Linked DNA regions of Rattus norvegicus: region 2 is linked to region 1. A link is a contact called in public Hi-C data. All regions are on one chromosome and are shown on one strand. Each heading gives the region's core, a stretch centred on a gene start, on an enhancer-like site or on the middle of the called end of the contact. The rest is flanking DNA. Distances are from core to core; before and after follow the strand shown. Region 1 has its middle 120 kb from the start of Fndc3b. Region 2 has its middle 34 kb from the start of Tmem212.

Region 1 (4,892 bases), core at 1,234-3,733:
ATTCAATGTGGAGCTGAGAATGACTTTGAACTCTTGACCCTCCGGAGTGCTGGGATTACAGTTGTGAATCATCACGCCGGCTTTATGGGGTGGTCAGGTTCACATCCTGAGCTTCATGCATGCAAGACAAGCACCCTACCCACTGAGCCACACCACTAACCCCATATGGTACTTGTTAAAGAAGCGTGATCAGAGATCCTGGGACGATGTTTTAACCAGTGCCCCAAAATGTGGAAGTAGTTGTGGAAATGGGTGATAGGTAAAACTTTGAAGAGTGTACTTGGAGTGACATGAAAGAAAAGCATGGGTTGTGAGGACTGAGATTTTAAGGCTGATTCTAAAAGAGTATGGTATGGCTTGGTAGCTCAGAGTAGAAAGAATTATTATTTTTTTGAATAGTATTTTACAAGGCTGAGAGAAGGCTTGGCTGTTAAGACCAGTTGCTGCTCTGGCAGAGCACTTCAATTTGGTATTTAGCACCCACAGCATCTGTAACTGTAGTTCTAAGGGATCCAATGGCTTCTTCTGGCCTCTGTGTGCACCAAGCATGGTGTGCATGGTGCACACACATGCATGCTGACAAAACACATATGTAGGATGTATACACACACACACACACACACACACACACACACACACACACATAAATTTACTCGTTGACAATAGGGTATTAAACCTATCTACCACCACCTTTCTCTAGCTCCCCCCTAGAACTTTCCACCCTGCCTTCCTCCCAATTTCATGTCCTCCTTTCTCTGTTGTTATAAATAACTCCCCAAGTCCAGTCAGCGTTCCAGATGTGCACATGGGTGTGGGACCACCCAATGGGGCACTTACTACCTACTATCAGCCACATCCCCAAAGAGAGTGACTCTTTCTCTCTCAGCAACCATTAACTACCTACAGTTCCTCCGTTCATTCCGTAATTTTTGACTGGTTTGATATTGATTAGGCAGGGAATCACAACTGGTGCGAGCTGTGTGGCAGCTGTGTCATATTCACAAGTCAGCACTTCAAAAACCTCCTCCTCATCCGCCAGCTCTCACTTTCTATCCACTTGTCTCCGATGTTCCCTGGGTTTTGGATGGGGGAGATTAACGTACGTAACTTACCCGCCACATTTACTCAACACTCACAGTTGCTGAACTTGACTCTTTAACCACTTATGATTTTCTGCATTAATTACTACCCATTGCACAAAAAAGGGACTTCTATGAGTAAAGTTCAGAGCAACACCAATCTGTGAGTATAAACATATTTATAAAATGACCATCTAGCATAACAACAGCGAAGTCCCCTTAGGGCCTATACTCCCTTCAGTTGTAGGCTTTTGACTAGATTTATGGCACCACGCATAAAATTGCTCCCCTTCGGCAGGACTCATGTCCAGCCTGGAGTTGCTTACTCCTACAGTCATCACGCCGCTACTGTGGCAGCAGACACATAGGCTAGGCAGGGGACAGTGGTAGGGAGGGCACAGCTTTGGGTGAGACTACTGTCTTCCTCTACCACAGCAACCTGCAAAGCATCTCCCGGCAACGTGTAAGCCAGCACTGAGAGGGCTTCTCGGTCAGTCAACGTCTTTCATCCAAGGAACTGTACTGAATGTCTACCCTGTTTCAAATATTGCCTCAAACGCACTGTGTACATCATCAGTCAGTGTATATCATCCAAACAAGGAGATCACCCGCCTGGTGAGAAGCATAGCCCAACAGATTAACTTTCCTTTCAAATTTCAGGACACTGTCACCAAGCCAACTACCCCTCTTTTTTACTTATTTTTCTTTTTTCGCAAACTGCCCATCCTCCCCGACTCTACTTCTTTCTTAACTAAAACAGATTTTTCTCCCTCAGCACCAAGAAGAGTATGAGGGAGCCAGGACACGCATTTTGAAACATTTAATGATTAGATGATTTTGACCTTAACATTTTGTTTTCGTGTCCCTGAAGAGTCCGTCTTAGCAGATCTTGCCATGAAGCCCTGGGAACAAAGTGACCATTTTAAACATTTGCATGTGAAGAACACATTCTTCTTTGCTGTAAATAAAGTGCAAGCATCTCTCCCCAGTGACCCAGCTTCACAGGTGTACATCCTGAGGAGCAGAAACATCTGGATGAGGACAGAGGGAAAGACTCCACACTGCTCCAACCTTACAAAGTATGCTTTAAGAGAGGAAAGGGAGAGAAAGTGCCTGGAACAGCCAAAGCCTTTTGCAAAACCAACTCCCTGGTGGGATGATGGAAAAGTTTGGAACTGAGGTTTCCCTGGGGCTGCAAGTGTTACTGGCCTCAAGGATTGAACCAATAATGTTGCTCCAGTGGGTGTGGGCTTCAGGAGCAGGGCCTGCCAAATCCAGGATTCCTTCTCTCCGGCTCTGAAGACAAACCAGATAGAAATGAAATCTACTGGCTAGCTGAGGTGCTGTGGAAAGTACACGTTACTGTGACCAAAAGAAGTTGGTTTCTGTTTATTTTTGAATACCAGGCTGTCTTTTTATCGGCGTTCCTCGGATTCTTGCATAATGGTGTTTCTGTGACTAGCATGTGGGTATTAGCAGCAAGCAGCAAGGCATTCTGCTTCAGCAAATAAGGCAGATGCTGGGCATAAGCCCTAAAAGTGTCATGTCAAAACACTCTCTCTCTGTCTCTCTCTCTCTGTCTCTCTCTCTCTGTCTCTCTCCCCCCCTCTGCCTATCCCCCTCTCCCCCACTCCCCCTCCCCCTCTCCCTCTCTCTCTTACACACACACACACACACACACACACACACACACACACACACACACCTCCTAGCTTTCAAGCTTTGAAGACAAGCTTGTTTATAGATAACCACTACCTTAAAGACCAGAAACTTTATACTCTAAATAATTCTGAAACTTCTACCCAGGGGATTGTCATTTACGTGTCATATTACAAGCAAGCTATCATATTTCCCAGGCTGAACTTATTTTTAATTTGTAATCTAGAATGACCTTCCTACCTCTGCTTCCAAAGGGCTTGGATTATAGGTATGTGCTATCCCATTTGGTTTATGCAATATTGACGATGGGATTATGGGGGTTGATCCTGGGGCACTGTGCCTTCTAGACAAGCTCTCTACGATCGATCGACATCCCCATCCCATTATTCCTTAAGTTTACCTTTTATATATGGGTATATTGCTTACATGTTTGTCTGTTGATCTCACTGTGCCTGGTGACCACGGAGACCAGAGGAAGTCACCAGATCTTCTGATACTGGAGTTAGAGATGGTTGTGAGCCACCATGTCAGTTCTAGGTATTGAACCTGAGCCCTCTGGAAGAGCAGCCAGTGCTAACCACTGGGCCATCTCTCCCTCTGCCCCTCTGGCTCATTTCAAAAGAGCATTTTTTTCTGGTCTCATCTTGGGCCTTTTACTTATCCACCTATATTAATAAAAGGAAAAGCCTTTTGTTAAAAGCCTTAGCCTTTGTGTTTAATGACACCTTTGAAGGGACACCCTCAAGATCACAGTGAATTTCTTTATAGTGGAAGAGCCTTTCTCTTGCCAAGGACACAGCGTGAGGAGAGCAGAACATCTGGTTTTCTGGCTACAATGTATTATGGAAAGAGGAAACTGATGATCTTTTTGTAAATTCACTTCTTATCTCCCGAACATTCCCCCCACCTAAAGGTCACATTTGACTAATACTGGTGTGCACATCCCAGCCTATTCCTTGTCGGGGATACAATCAAGTCATTCCCTCACTTAAGAAATGTCCACTGATGCTCTATTCATACTGCCCTCTGAATGCTCAGACTTCTACCTACAGAACCGAACTGCTTCATATCGGACAGAGAGGTTCGTTTTTACAGAGGGCAGCCATCAATGTGGAGGCTTGCAATTGGTCAAAGTCTCTGTACCCTCACCCCCAAAGCTGAGGAGACACTACAGAAGAGGGGCTGGGACAAGTGTAAGAACTGAAGGAGGGGGAGGGGAGCCCTGAAGTGCTGTGTGCTCCTACAGACTCCTACAAGGTTTCCCTTGCTCCAGGGCACAGCCCCAGCCAGGCACATATGGGTAGCACTACCTTGACTAGGTGGGTTATATGTCAATCAAACAAAAAAATCAAATGACTGAATAAATAAAAGGCAGGGAGTTGAGAGGGGCCATGCTGGGATTAACATGGGGTCAGTTGGAGAAGGGAATGAGGGGTAAACATGATAAAGTTTTATTTTGAAAACATGAATAAGATTTTTAGAAACAAAGAAAAAACCTAAACCAAACAAATTAAGGACAGGGAAGTGCCTTAGGCAGTATAGTGCTTGCTGTACAACCATGAGGACCTGAGTTTGGATCCTGACACCCATAAAAAGTGGAGCACTGCAGTGAATGCCTGTGATTTCAGGCTTGGGAGGTAGAGACAGGAGGCTCCCTGAAACTTGCTGACCAGCTTGTCTAGCCAACCACAAGCTCTAGATTCAGTGAAAGACTCTGTCTCAAAGGAATAGATTAAAGAACAGTGGAGGACAACTGATCTTAATGCCCAATGTTCTAGTCTAGTCTCCACATGCATGTGCACATACATGCTACATTCACACATAAGAATACACATGAGCATGAACACACACACACACACACACACACACACACACACACACAAAATAAAACCAAACCAAACCAATGTACCATAGACTTAGGGGCTTACAAAAACATATTTATTTTCCACAGATGTAGTCCCATATCAAGTACCAACACCCAACATGGTCAACTTCTGTCAAGGGCCTCTTCTGGTTGTAGAGTGATATCCTTTTCTTGTACACTCACCTAGTAGAATAACCTCAAGGAAGTTCTATGTACTGCTGAAGGTGCAGATATAAGAACATATTCTTCCCTAAGGCTTAAGAACAGTCAAGGAAGAGGAAGTAGAAAGA
Region 2 (5,495 bases), core at 376-2,875, 110 kb after region 1:
ACAAGATCATGGAGACAGGCCGAAGCCAAGGTCAGGGTTCCTCCTTACCAAGCCAGCGAGACTCCTATGACCTGTGCTGGTGCCTTGAGGACATCTTTTTTGTCAATGTTTGGGGGTTCCCACTCAGGAGACCCATTTGCCGAAGTTTCATAACCAGACAAATTCTCACACTTAAGTTTCTGGGTATACCCCACAAGGAGTGTCCACATACTCACAGGCTACTTAGGAAAGTCTTGTCATCCACTCAAACCTGCGCCCCAGGACAAGGCCCTTATAGCTGTTCCTGCTGCTTTGAAACAGCCCTTCCTAGAGGGAGGGGTAGGGCAGCTGAAGAAACTCACAGCAAAGTTCTAAGTCTCAAGAGGACCATACAAGTTCAAAGCTGACTCCCCACCCTTCCTAGAGCCTACATAATTAGTGAAGGGTTTCTGGGGAGGCGAGACCCTTCCACGGTGTTGCTGTCAAGTTGTCCAGGGACTGGTACAGTTCCGTTTCTTTGGTCTGCTATTGCCCTCTCTGTCCAGGTGAATAGGCCTCTCTGTACATATCTCTAGACAAGTCAGTACAACCGAGTCCTAAGACAGTTGTCTGAGTCCAAAAAGGGGAGATGTAGCTCTGCCCCAGGCCTGGCAGTTGGACACTGAAGCAAGTTTTAATCCTCCTTCTTCCCCTTGGACCAGCCACAAGACAGTCGATAAATAGTAGTGAACCCCATTATAGGTCTAGGAGGAGCCCTCTCATGTTTGTTCCCCAGATTCCCCCTCCCCTTCTCTCTCCCAACTCCCTCCCTCCCATCCTCTCCCCCCCACTCTCCCCCACTCTCTCTCATTGTGTTCTCTTTTAGCTTCTTCCCTCCCTATCCCTGTTACCCTCTCTTCTGAGGTGCCCTGTCCGAGGATATTAACAAAGAGGCAAGGGCTAAGCTAGGCAGGTCCTTTCTCTGCAGATTCTGGGACTTGCTGTGGCAGCCCCGGCTACTTTATAGTGTTTTGATTTTTTTTTCCTTCATGGAATTGTCATTGCTTCATTGAGCTGCAAAAAAAATGATGTCATACTGTGGGGTCCCAGTCCATTTCCCAGCTGTTAACCTAAGTCCCCTGACCTTTCTTGTCTGCCTGCTCTTGGAGAAAATGAAACACGTTGAAACATATAGGTCAGAAAACCTCAGGAAGGCCTCTGAACCTCCAGGATGGGCTAACTTCTGAGGTACGTTAATGACGCCCACCCAGCCTTACCTGGGTGTCACATCCGGAGCGTGGCGAGGGCCCCCTGTCTGTAAAATGGGGGAAGAAATGAGCTTCAGGTTGTGCCTGCAATTTCCTGACAGAAGCCCTTTCTTCCCATACACTGGGTTTAATTACTAGTGACAATGTTCGATGTAATTCGGGCTCCTCCCACGGTTTTTGCTCCAGGTTTTGTACTAAAGTCTGTGCGAAAACTTAAACCGTAAACGCTGCATTTGTGTCTTCTTGTCTTAGGACTGGTGAGACCTCAGACTGAGTGACATTGTGGAATTACTTCCTGGCATGTCAAAGGCTGAAATTGTCCTGTCAAGAATGACTGTTCTTTTAGGATTGTAGAGAGCCGGGCTGGGCTCGGACTGGATCTTTGCTTTGGTGTAAGTTTTCCTCTGCCAGGAAACCAGTGCTCGCACATCATTTGCATACAGCCAATGAGAGCCGTCTACTGTTCCGCAGAGGTTTTGGAGATTTGTATGACGACATCTTGGAAAAATCTCAGCTGGGGAAAGGCGACTTTTTCCCCCTCTCCCTAAGCCCCATCTTAAATAGTTTCCTTCCCACAGCCCATATGTCCACATTCAAAGTAACCCAGCCCATTCTGCCCGGCCCCTGTCACTAGCTTAGGAATCTCAACAGCCACACGAAACTGGAAATTGGCTGTTTAAAACGAAGGTGCCATATTCGTTCCAGTCTGTAAACTAGACATTTTTTTGGCACACAGCAGTGGAGAATTAACCCTTTTATGTCTCCCAGACAAGGGCACAGTAAAATGCCTGTTCTTTTCTTTGTGACTAGAATGGCAAACTCTAACGTGTTGATACCCAATGTGGTTATTAACATTGTGAGTGGGGTTCTGGCTAACCAAAGGCATATACTACTGTGCTGTTCCACATAATTCCACGAAAACTGGATATTGTTCAGGGTTCTCAAATGTTTCCCCAGATTTTCTCCCCTCACTTCTAGAAAGCAACTACTGGACTGCCCCGGCCTTAGAGGGTGTGGTAGCAGCCAGAGATGTGGCTTGTTGGTAAAACATCCGAGGGTCACCTTAAATTATTTCAGCACAGAGTAGGACATAAATACTAAAGCAAGATGTAGGTGCAGGAATAAGCAGTGGGCCCTGTACTGAGGGGGAAAGCTCAAATGCTCTTAACTTGGACGTTATCCTAATGGGCCCCTACGTGTGCAATAACCAGACCATGGCTAGAAATCTTATCATTCTATTATGGGGCAGATAACAGTGTGCTGATTGAGGACCCGGGCCTGGGAGACCGTGCACTGGATTGTTAGATAGCAATGTTTCAGCCCTGTGCCCTTGAAGAAGTCATGAAGCCTCTCACAATCACAGATACCACATCTGCAAAACGAAGGCGTTTATGTCTTATGTCTGAAGTGTTATGTCTAAAATGTTTACCCTGAATTTGTCCGTTTTCAAATTAAGTGGAATCCATACTGACTGATGTTTGAAGACATCTACTGAATGTGTTGAATGAAGTCCAAACCCTTGAACTAATACTTACACAGTGCATCTGTGCGATGCGTATAGGCGGGCACGTGCCACAGTGCATGTGTGGAGGTCGTAGGTGTTAGCATTCTGTCTAAGCTCCACCCCCACAGTTACCTGGCAACAGTCAGGTATGTTCCACCCCACGGTTACCTGGCAACAGTTAGGCATGTCTGACACTGTAAAAGGGGCTGCTTGCCCCCTCCTCTGTCTCTTGCTCCCTCTTGTTCTCTCTTGCTCTCTTGCTCTTACCCTCTATCCCCTTTGTCCTCTCTCCCTATTCCCTTTCCCCCTTCTCTACACGCTCATGGCCGGCCTTTCCTCTCCTCTCCTACTCTATTTTCTCTCTCTCTCTCTCTCTCTCTCTCTCTCTCTCTCTCTCTCTCTCCCTCTCCCTCTCCCTCTCCCTCTCCCTCTCCCTCTCCCTCTCCCCTCTGCCTTTCTCTGCCCTACTACCCTCTAAACTCTCCTCCCCATGCCCTGAATAACTCTATTCTATACTAAACTGTCATGTGACAGGGGGAAGGGATGTCTCAGCATGGGCCCACTGAGGCACCCCCTTTCCTCAGACCTCTGTAGAACATAATCCCCCCCCCCATCTTTTTATAAACACAACGTTGGTGCTGAACCCTGGGACATGTTCTCTCCCTCCCCATCAAATGAGTTCTGGGACTAGAAATCAGGGCAACAGAACTGATCGCAGTTCTGGCTGCTTAGAGACTCCAAGCTGCACTGGGCTTTCTGGTGGGCATAGAATGCCATTGATTCTTTCAGAAAGACCGAATTAGCAATTCTGGTGACCCCTATTTTACCATGAGGAAATTGAGGTCTGTCTTACAATGGAAGAGGAGGAAGCTTCCCTGTTTATGTCAAAGCCCTGTCGGGTTTCTGATACAGGACACCAGTGTTTTCTGACTGTAATGGGCAGCACTCTCACAGGACAGTCCCTGAGACCTCACTATTCAACAGCCTCCCAGACATGCTGAGGGCGCTAGGGTGGCTCAATGACTCAAACCCAGCACAGGAGCGGTGGAGAGCCACAGACACAAGGCCATGACTAGAGAATCCAGGAAGAACCTTCCTGATCCATCTCAGAAAGGGCATCTCTACTGTAGTCAGCCCATAGCCACATGGAGTGCCTTCTTGGGAATGAGCATATAATGGCCCTGTAGGATGATGTCATACAGGTGAAGGCAGGTACAAGATAGAACGAGGCCTGTCATTGGATGAGAAGGAAGGATGGGTGGGGAAAAGTTTCAAAGTGAGGAGGAGACTGAATCAAGGAAAGGGAGAACGTGGAGGCAGATGTTAAGATTTCTCTGTACATTCACAGGTTGTTATGAATGTTCTTAAGGGATGGATGTGTACAGACCTTTGTGAGTCTAGATGGGCAATTATATCTTATCAATTAGATCAGAGGTGATTGTGTTGTGTGTTCTTTCATGTGGCAAATTAAGTTTAAGAGAGTGTGTGGTGGCTGGAGACACTGGGCTGCCACGGAATTTGGATGTGTGTTTCTGGCATGGTGAAGCCTGCCTTGGGAACTGGACGGGTAGAGAGATTGTTGCCAAGCTCAGAGAGAAGCCATCGGCAGTGTGATGTGGGATGGAGCAGAGCGGGTGAGAGGCTTTGCTGCCTGAGATGAAGATATCTACCAGATATCTTGGGGCATTGCAGTGCCGCCGGACCTAGTGCAGGGTAAAAGACAATACTTTTTATAATTTTACAGCAACATGGCCTCATAGATCTTGGAGCTTTATTGAGAACTTGGTATAAGGTTCTTTCTAACTGCAAAAAGCTTTTTGTTTGCTTGTAAGGTTGTATGTGTGTGTGTGTGTGTATGTGTTGTGTCTGTGCCAGTGTGCAGTTAAAACAGTACGCGTGTGGAAGAAGGTAGACTGCATGTGGGAGTTGGATCTCTCCTTCCATCATGTGGGGCCCAGGGATTGAGGTCAGGTTGTCAGACTTGGGACAAGTCTCTTTACTAGTTGAACTGTCTTGCAGGTCTGCTGATTGGATTTTTAAAATGGGGTCGCATCATACCCCAGGCCAACCTCAAATTCACTATGTGGTAGGATGGCCTTAAACTCCTGATCGTCCTGCCTCTACCTGCAATGAGCTAGAATCTGAGGTGTCATCCTCCCACCCGGTTTTATGGGGAGCCAGGGATTAAAACCATGCCCCACCCATGCTGTCGGTAAAGCATTCTACCAATGAAGGGACAGCCTTAGATCTTAGGTAGATTGATATTAGAGCAAAAACATGAATGAGAAGACAGGCGCTGGGTGGAGGATGATGCTCCCCACGCAGGCCACAATTCCATGTCTTCATTGTGTCGTGAAGATTTAGAGTCGCCTTTGGTGGTAGCAATAAAGAAAAACTGAGAGAAATGTTCCCTAATTTATGTGATACGGGGTTGCTTTCAAATGAAACTCCCCTCACAGAACAAGAAAAATGAAAACGAACCATTCACTGGCTATAAGTGTATATTGTTAATTTACATATTTCTATGGCAACAATAGTACTTCAATTTCTACATCATAATACGGACATTTTTAAATGTCAATGAAAGGACCAAAAATGTGCAAATCTTATTTCAGAAGAGCACAGAAGGTGGGAATTTAAAGAACAAAATTACTTTGTAAATATTTCAAAATAATGACCACAAATAAGGCCAATTGAAGGGGAACGCAGCTTCAACTTTATTGTGCATTCCTTGGACCCTAGGGAGGGGGGAGAAAAGAGAAGTA

The links. Hi-C and Micro-C count contacts between places; a contact is called where the count stands out from the background.
Region 2: a contact with region 1 is called in a Hi-C map of psoas muscle, with 3 times the contacts expected there. The contact joins two enhancer-like sites.

What each region holds. Positions count from the first base shown.
Region 1 is chr2:112,593,773-112,598,664 of GRCr8, forward strand. No RefSeq gene overlaps it. Among named protein-coding and RNA genes, the nearest start is that of Fndc3b, 120 kb to the left of the region's middle. Within about 2 kb of position 2,484, at least 11 of the 93 cell types and tissues checked have an H3K27ac peak or open chromatin away from gene starts, as enhancers often do.
Region 2 is chr2:112,705,001-112,710,495 of GRCr8, forward strand. It overlaps a transcript of Tmem212 not described here. Among named protein-coding and RNA genes, the nearest start is that of Tmem212, 34 kb to the right of the region's middle. Within about 2 kb of position 1,626, at least 33 of the 93 cell types and tissues checked have an H3K27ac peak or open chromatin away from gene starts, as enhancers often do.